3 separate regions of the Sus scrofa genome follow, and regions 1 and 3 are each linked to region 2. Evidence: chromatin contacts called from public Hi-C and HiChIP or PLAC-seq data. All regions are on one chromosome and are shown on one strand. Each heading gives the region's core, a stretch centred on a gene start, on an enhancer-like site or on the middle of the called end of the contact. The rest is flanking DNA. Distances are from core to core; before and after follow the strand shown.

The links. Hi-C and Micro-C count contacts between places; a contact is called where the count stands out from the background. HiChIP or PLAC-seq counts read pairs in DNA pulled down with a chosen protein or histone mark.
Region 1: an H3K27ac HiChIP or PLAC-seq map of alveolar macrophages shows a contact between it and region 2. The contact joins the promoter of SNX3 here to the promoter of OSTM1 in region 2. A contact is called at or near these places in 1 of 5 promoter capture datasets (liver), 4 of 47 Hi-C or Micro-C datasets (blood, heart right ventricle and skeletal muscle) and 1 of 2 datasets of contacts at active chromatin or transcription factors (alveolar macrophages).
Region 3: a Hi-C map of embryonic fibroblasts shows a contact between it and region 2, with 1.7 times the contacts expected there. The contact joins the promoter of AFG1L here to the promoter of OSTM1 in region 2. A contact is called at or near these places in 1 of 5 promoter capture datasets (liver), 2 of 47 Hi-C or Micro-C datasets (embryonic fibroblasts and liver) and 1 of 2 datasets of contacts at active chromatin or transcription factors (alveolar macrophages).

What each region holds. Positions count from the first base shown.
Region 1 is chr1:74,348,396-74,351,295 of Sscrofa11.1, reverse strand. SNX3 (sorting nexin-3) reads left to right here and starts at 1,561. Exons shown (of 4, transcript XM_021090786.1): 1 at 1,561-2,332. The coding sequence starts at 2,237.
Region 2 is chr1:74,179,878-74,182,577 of Sscrofa11.1, reverse strand. It overlaps OSTM1 (osteopetrosis-associated transmembrane protein 1), which reads left to right and starts at 1,413. Exons shown (of 6, transcript XM_001927476.5): 1 at 1,413-1,962. The coding sequence starts at 1,558.
Region 3 is chr1:74,365,892-74,368,783 of Sscrofa11.1, reverse strand. It overlaps AFG1L (lactation elevated protein 1), which reads right to left and starts at 1,363. Exons shown (of 14, transcript XR_002343776.1): 1 at 1,009-1,363.

The DNA.
Region 1 (2,900 bases), core at 312-2,811, 170 kb before region 2:
GCCGTGAAGGGAACCCCTGGGTCACTCTTTATCACATTATCCACCTTTCTTTACTGCACCAATCATATTGGCAGTTATATTATTTGTTGGTTTATTTATTATCTGTTTCCCCAAGAGAAACCATACATTTGACAATTACCCTCATGAACTCAGGGAATTTCAATACCTTCTCCATCTTTTTACCTCCAGTATCGAAGTGGAAAACACAGAGTTCCCATTGTGGTGCAGTGGAAACGAATCCAACTAGGAACCATGAGGTTGCAGGTTTGACCCCTGGCCTCGCTCAGTGGGTTAAGGATCTGGCATTGCCGTGAGCTGTGTTTTAGATCACAGACAGAGCTTGGATTCAGCGCTGCTGTGCCTTGGGCGCAGGCCAACTCCTAGCCTGGGAGCCTTCATATGCCGCAGGTGTGGCCCTAAAAAGGCCAAAAAAAAAAAAAAAAAAGTGGAAAACACCGAGTAGGCCTTCAATAAATATTTATTGAATGAATGAATGTAGAGTTTTCTTGAAAATAATCTACGTGTTCTTTTTTTTTTTTTTTTTTTTTTTTTTTGTCTTTTGGCCATTTCCAGGGCCACTCCCTCGGCATATGGAGGTTCCCAGGCTAGGGGTCGAATCGGAGCTGTAGCTGGCCTACATCACAGCCACAGCAACGCGGGATCCGAGCCGCGTGTGAGACCTACACCACAGCTCACGGCAACGCCGGATCCTTTAACCCACTAAGCAAGGCCAGGGACCGAACCCATAACCTCATGGTTCCTAGTCGGATTCGTTAACCACTAAGCCACAACGGGAACTCCTCATTTTTTTTTTAATACCAACTGTACTTAGTGTTATTAAGAAGGGCTGCTAATGATTCAGACAACTTTTCAGCTTAAGGGACAGATCAGATTATTTAAAGAGAATGGGTTTTCTGAATCTAACATAAAACACACACACACACACAAAGAGCTGTGATACAACAACATCAAGGGCCATAACTCCCCAGGCAGGGCAGGAATAGACATCTATCCTTCTACCTCAATGCTCAAAGTCTGCATTTATTGGCAATCAACTATGATCTACTTAATTGTTTTGTCTTTTTTTCATTTCTGATAAAGGTTTATCCGAGTTCCACTTCAAATGCTGTACCGATGTTTTATCACCTTAAAAAAAAAAGCTACTGGAGTTCCCATAGTGGCTCAGGGGTTAACAAATCTGACTAGCATCCATGAGGACGTAGGTTCCATCCCTAGCCTTGCTGAGTGGATTAAGGATCTCAAGCCGTGCCATGAGCTGTGGTGTAGGCCAGCAGCTACAGCTCCAATTCCACCTCTCCATGTGCTGCAGGTGCGGCCCTAAAAAAAGCAAAAACGCAACAAAACAAAAACTTACTTAAATTTTGTAACTGAAGGGGGAAAGCTGCAGATCACTCAAACATCAGAAATTCAAGGCAGGCTTCGGCCCATATACTACCTGTTAATTTTAGCCCATCGGTCTCCCAAAACGGTTTGACCGTTGGATATGACGTCATTAAGTTGTTCCCACCTTCAATTTACCAAACCAGACACGTGTCCAGTGAGACTCCAAGTTGATATCAAAATCATCATTTGAGGCATATGTTCAAGGTTATCTAGAAAAGCATTTTCAGTGGTTTATGGTGAGACAGTGGATATGTCGGAATTGAGTTAGCATAGGCAGTTCTGTTCCACTTGCAGGCAAATCTCTTCCATCTCGTTGTTTAACTTGTCTGGCAGCTACCAAGGCCTCTAAGATCGTTTCCGGTGTTCTTCTCACCGTTCCAGGTCTAGGCGGATACATAAAGACAGGAAGCGCCCGCCCCCGCACTCCGGTCCTGGGTCCCATAGCACCTCGGACGCAGCCCAGTAGCGGCGCGCTCGCCCGGTGCATTGTGGGCGCTGTAGTCTGGCCGGAATCTGTTCGCGCCTACAAGACCCGTGACTCTCCTTCTCCGCCGGCGAGCTCGCCGTTCCTCTCCGTGGCTTCCGCTGGGCCTCCCGGCCTCGGGGCGCAGCGTTCCGTCGGGTGGGTTGTTTCCTGCTTGGGCTCAAGAGGCAGCAGCCAGAGCGGCGCGGGGAGGAGCTTCGCGCGCAAGGGTGAACGCCCGCTCTACGTGCTCGTTCGCCTTGCGACCGCTGCGCGCGAGTCCGGTGTCCCCGCGGCGGGCAGCAGAGGCGGCGTCGGTGGATCGCGGAGGGGGCGGAGGGAGTCCGCGGCGGCGGCTACAGCAGCGAAATGGCGGAGACCGTGGCGGACACCCGGCGGCTGATCACCAAGCCGCAGAACCTGAATGACGCTTACGGGCCTCCCAGCAACTTCCTCGAGATCGATGTGAGCAATCCGCAGACAGTGGGGGTCGGCCGGGGCCGCTTTACCACCTATGAAATCAGGGTCAAGGTGAGGCCATCTTTCCCCCCTACAGAGAGACCCCTCCCATAGTTCCCTGGTGCCCCTAGCCTTCCCTGGAGCGCGTCTCCCTAGCGGCCTTGGCTGTTGAGTCCGGGGCTGCTGGCTGACATGGTAGGGCAGTTCTGTCCACGGGCGGGGTCGGGGGCGAGGGCCCCTCTTCGTGTTGGGCTGGCTTGGGAGTTGCAGAGTGACCTGAGCCCCGTGCTGGCACTTGAGGACGGTACGCGAAGAGGGCGTGGGTTGAACGCCGCTTGCCCCTCAGGCAGCTGATCTCGGAATGACATTTGAGTTGGAAAGGGGTAGATCTTTCGAGAACACAGCTCTTCTTTGGGAAGGGAGCTAAATGTGACTGAGAAAGGGGATTTGCTCAAAGTTGAAGCCTTTTCAGTTTTCTTTTCCTGGACACTTTTCTCCGAGGTGGCCAAGCCTAGCTGATTGCTTGAGGCCCTTCCCGAGCTACCAGACTCACCTCGTTTGTACGCTTCCCTGA
Region 2 (2,700 bases), core at 164-2,663:
AGTTCTTTAGGCACCATTATGAGTAAATTGTTAAACCTACATGGAAAGTAATGTAGCACAATCAACATCACAAATGAACATACTCTCTGACCAGCAAGTCTACTTCTAGGAATTTATCTTAAATACATACTAACCTTGTGTAGATACAAGTATTACCTGCAATATTGTTTGTACTAGAACAATAAAAAATTATTTTATTCTTGTAAAAGAATAAATTAAAGGGACATGTTAAAGAAATGATAGATCCTTTCCCCTTCCCATTAGGAACACAAAACAATAATCAAACAGAGTGGCTAGAAAAGTAACTCTAACAACGCTCAGAAACATGAATTAGCACCATAATATGAACAGGAATTAGTACAGTAGCCCTGCAATTTACAAGGCAAAAATGAAAACAAGATGACATGAAACAGCAAGGAAATAATTTTTCTAACAAATCTGCTTATCAGATACTCCTCAGAAAACCGTTTTCCAGGTCATTAGCTTAAATTCTTTTTACAGCCCAGTAGTGGTATCAGGACGCTTTTCAGGGAAGGTCCCCGCAGCAACTGCCTTGGGCATGTCAGAAACTGGACGCGAGTTTCAAGTCCAGGGGTCTGCCCAGGATTTTCCAGGATTTCGCACTGGATGCACGTTTATGATGCACCCAGGAACCCCTTCAGTCGCAAGGAAACCTGGATATTTGCCATCCTAGGCCCAGGCTGCACAGTGGGTGAGAGAACTAAGACCTGCGCTGTCCAACGCAGCACAGCTAGTCAGCTGCGCTATTTAACATTCAAATTAAATAAAGTTTAACAATTCAGTTCCCTGGTCGCAGTAGCCACATTACAAGTGATCAGCAGCCACAAGTGGTTAGTGGCTACCACATTAGCCCAGATAGAGAATCTTTCCATCACCCTAGGAAGTCAATGGGTCAGCGCTGACACAGTTCGGAGTTAACAATGAGCTCGAAAGCCACTAAGCTCCACAACCAAAAATAAACAACCGCAATAAACTTTCCACATAGTTTGAGGGGGAAGTTATGCTAAGAAACGCCAAGGAAAAAACCTGCAAAGGCACCTGCCAGCAGGCTTTCTCAGAGAACTCACTCGTAATTCCCACGGCGGAGGCCGTCGGTCTTTCTGTGGTACCTAACTCCTCAGACTTCGAGAACGGATTGAACTTCCAAAGCGATGGGCAGCCGAGGGCAAGACCCCCGAGATTTAACTGCTCAACGGCAGACGCCAGTATTCACAGGGCGGGCGAGTCTTTGCTCGGTGTTTCACAGCCGGACGCCAGCGGGTCTCGCGCGCCCCTCTGTCAGGTGCTGGACACCCGCCGGGCACAAGCAGCCGCTAGTGTGTGCGCGCTCCCGCACGCGCGCTCGCCCGGCGGCGCGAGAGGCTCTCGGCAGCCAATGGGGCGGGGCGTCGCGCGCCGGGGGCGGGGCGGTGACGCGCGCACCTCGTGACCCGGCTCGCGGCCTGCGCCCAAGGAAGCCGGAAGCGGCGGCTGTCCAAAGGACCGACTCCGGGCAGAGAGGCGGAGGTCTGCGCCCTGGGGTTTGTGAACCCCGCGATGGACCCGGACGGGACAGTCGCGCGGCAGAGGTCATCGCTGCTGCTGCCGCGGCTGCTACTGGTGGCGTTGCTGTGGTCGGGGCTGGCTCTAGGCACCTTCTCCTTGGGCAGCAGTCCGCACCAGGTTCTCCACGACCTCTTGTCGGAGCAGCAGTTGCTGGAGGTGGAGGACTTGTCCCTTGCTCTGTTGCAGGGCGGAAGGTTGGGACCACTGTCACTACCCCCAGACTTGCCGGATCTGGATCCCGAGTGCCGAGAGCTGCTGCTGGACTTCGCACACAGCAGCTCAGAGCTGACTGGGTGTCTAGTGCGCAGCGCCCGGCCGGTGCGCCTCTGTCAGACCTGCTACCTCCTCTTCCAACAGGTCGCCAACAAGATGGACAACATCACCCGAGCCGTGGGGGTGGGTAGAAGAATACACCCGTGACCTCTGGCGTGGATGGTTGGGAAGGGAGGAGGATGTAATGATGGTTACCTCTGGGGCCTCAGTTTCCCCATCTGTGAGACAAAGGGGTTGATTAGAACTGTGGAGTTAGGGGCATCAAAAAAGTGGGTGGTATTTTAGAGCATGGCGTTTGGATTTTTGCCTCCCTGGTTCCTTTTGTGCATCTTCTTGGTACATGTTTGCAGATAGGAATGATTAGTTTTCTTGGGGCTTCTGCTCCCCAACCCTACCTTTTCTTCCCACTTTGCTACAGCTTGTTCCCATCTCCACCTGGAGTTCCCAGGAAGGACTCTTTCCTTTTGCAGTCCCAATTCAAGTGGGGAAACTACAGTGTGATGTTGGTTAGGAGCTTGAGCTTTGTAGCTAAACATTTTCAGATCACCACTTTCTCTCAGTTTGACTTTGGATTAATTATCTTGGAGTCTTAGTTTCCTCCTTTGTAAAATGGAGGAAAAACAGCTGCCCCATGTGACTGTTAAAAGAATTAAAAGAGATAATGCATCAAAGTTCATTTTAGTGATTTAGACTGTCTGGAGCTGGAGTTCCCATCGTGGCTCAGCAGTATCGAACCCAACTAGTAGTCCATGAGGACACAGGGTTTCATCCTTGGCCCCACTCAGTGTTGCAGTGAGCTGTGGTGTAGGCCAGCAGCTGCAGCTCTGATTTGACCCCTAGCCTGGGAACTTCCATATGCTG
Region 3 (2,892 bases), core at 114-2,613, 190 kb before region 2:
ATTATGATGGAAATCTCATGCTACCAAAATATTCCATTATATAAGTGGATTACACTAAACTTTGCAGAAAAACCTGTAGTCACAGTTCTAGCATCAATTTCAACTTTATCGACTATAACAATCAAAGACTGATAGTTTTAGCTAAATTAGCCAATGCGAATCATTTTAAGATGTATGGGGAGGGATGCCTGAAGATTTAAAAAAAATTTAAAAAAAGGAAAGCGTTCAAGAATTTGGATGAGTGAGCAATAAGAATAATGTTATTCGTTCAAAAACATATCTGCCCATCAGGCACCAAACACTGTGCTAAGTGCTGAAGAACCAATGACACCTGGTCCTTGCCATTGAGTAGCCCTGATTTAGTGGGAGTATATGAATAGAGCAGTAAAATTATCACTCCTGTGGGCTTGATTACTCAAAATATAGGTTCATTCATTTGGAAACACGTAACAATTTGAATGAATGAATGAATATATGAAGCAAGCCTGGTGACAAAGTGACCTTGCTGAAGCCTCTAGTAATTTGAAAAGAACAAAAAGAATCAATCTCTCAGTCTGGGAATGCTCGGACACTTGCACTCCCAGAAGCCAGAGAGCCAAAAGGGCCTGCAAGCGTCAGAGGCTTGGCTTTTAGGTACAGTCCCAGGTCAACAGGAAAGGCGCAGGATGAAGAGTCCCCAGGCCTTAACCTGACACTTGGCATCCTTTCAAGCCAGGTACTCCCCCACTTGGGCTTACAAGGTCTCAACTTTCTAACATGTGGGAGGGAACGAACCCTGAGTCGACCTCTGAACCCTCAAAATGAAGGTCACTCTCAGCCACCTCCCTCAGTGCCCAGGGCTCCTTCATCAGCAGACTGTAACAGAAAATGCAAGAGAGCATGAAACTCCTCTCGAGAAAACCTCTCGAAAATTATGAACCAAGTAGGCGCTCGGGCAGCTCGAGGAGTGAGGGTGACTGCCCCGGTCCTATGCAGTCGGCTCGGCCTACTCCAGGCACAGTCACTGACCTTTACAGAGAGAGTTTCCAGGGGCGGTGGCCGGAGGGGCGAGAGCAGCGGCCCAGGCCCTGCACCCAACACATCTCCCTCTCAACCGGCTCTGCGCTAAGCGGAGGGTAACCAAGGGCGACCAGGAGGCCGCCATCTTGAGCTCCGTACAAGGGGAGCAAAAGGAAAACTTTATTGAAACCCAGAAGAAAGACGGTAGCACCGACAAATCCTGCAGTGCTCACAGAAGGCTCCGCCCGTGAGAGAACGAAAGAGAGAAGCGGAAAAAACGCAAGCTCAAGTAGCTAGGGGGCGGGCTGACTCCCATGCCCTCTGATCTCTCTTCCAGAGCAGACACTTGCAACTACGACTCCCAGCATGCAGTGCGGTGGCGCCGAAGGCGGTGCGGGGCAGGCAGCTCTGGGCTTGGGGGGAGGGGCACTTCTCCGCCCAGCGAAGGCAGCCGAGGATTCCACAACACTTTCAAGGAATTGGAACGGGATTACGACGTGTAAAGTAACCCCCCCTGAGCCTTTTAGGTTAGCATACCTGACTGAGACTCCAAAACCTAAATAAAATGTAAGTTTTTGCACAGCAAAGGAAACCATAAACAAAACAAAGAGACAACCCACAGAATGGGAGAAAATATTTGCTAATGAAACAACTGATAAGGGATTAATCTCTGAAATATATAAACACCTCCCGCAGCTCAATATCAAAAATCCAAAACAACCCGGTCAAAAAAATGGGCAAATGTAAATAGACATTTCTCCAAATGAGACATACAGATGGCCAAAAAACACATGACAAGATGCTCAACATCACTAATTATTAGAGAAATGCAAATCAAAACTACAATGAGGTACCACCTTACACTAGCCAGAATGGCCATTATCAAAAAGTTTACAAATAATAAATGCTGGAGAGGGTGTAGAGAAAAAGGAATCCTTTTACACTGTTGATGGGAATGTACACTCATGTAACCACTATGGAAAACAGTATGGAGGTTACTCAAAAAACAAAAAATAGAACTACCATATGATCCAGCAATCCCACTCCTGGGCATCTATCAAGAGAAAACCATAATTTGAAAAGATAAATGCACCCCAATATTTATTGCAGCACTATTACAATAGCCAGACATGGAAGCAACCTAAATGTCCATCAACAGAGGAATGAATAAAGAAGATTTGGTACATATATGCAATGGAATATTACTCAGCCATAAAAAAAAGAACAAAATAATGCCATTTACAGCAACATGGATGGACACAGAAACTATCGTTCTAAGCCATACAGTGAAAGGCAAACATCATATGAAATCACCTTTATGTGGAATCTTAAATAAAGGGGGGGAGGTACAAATGAACTTATTTGCAGAGCAGAAACGGTCTCACAGACTTTGAAAAACTTATGATTACCAAAGGGGACAGGTTGAGGAGTGGGAGGGATGGACTAGGAATTTGGGATTGGCATATGCGCACTGAGGTATATGGAAGGACTGGCCAATGGGGACCTGCTATATAGCACAGAGAACTCTACCCAGTATTCTGTGATAATCTATGTGGAAAAAGAATCCGAGAGAGAATGAATCTATGTATATGCGTGACTGGATCACTTTGTTGTACAGCAGAAATTATCACAGTCTTATAAATTAACTATAGTTCAATAAACCTAAAAAAACAATCAAAATAAAAAGTGGAGGATCCATTGGGCCCTCATATTTTAACAAAATATTGGTTACATCCCTAAGTGGTAGCCCCAGTTTGCCTCCAGTGTCCAGCTCATCTTTGGCAGAGTACCTGAAAAGTGCTATCACCTTTGTTTTCTGTAATGTAAATAATTTTCAATGTGGAATAAACTCAGATGTTTAGAAAGAACTTGTGTAGCGTGGGAAAGCCAGTG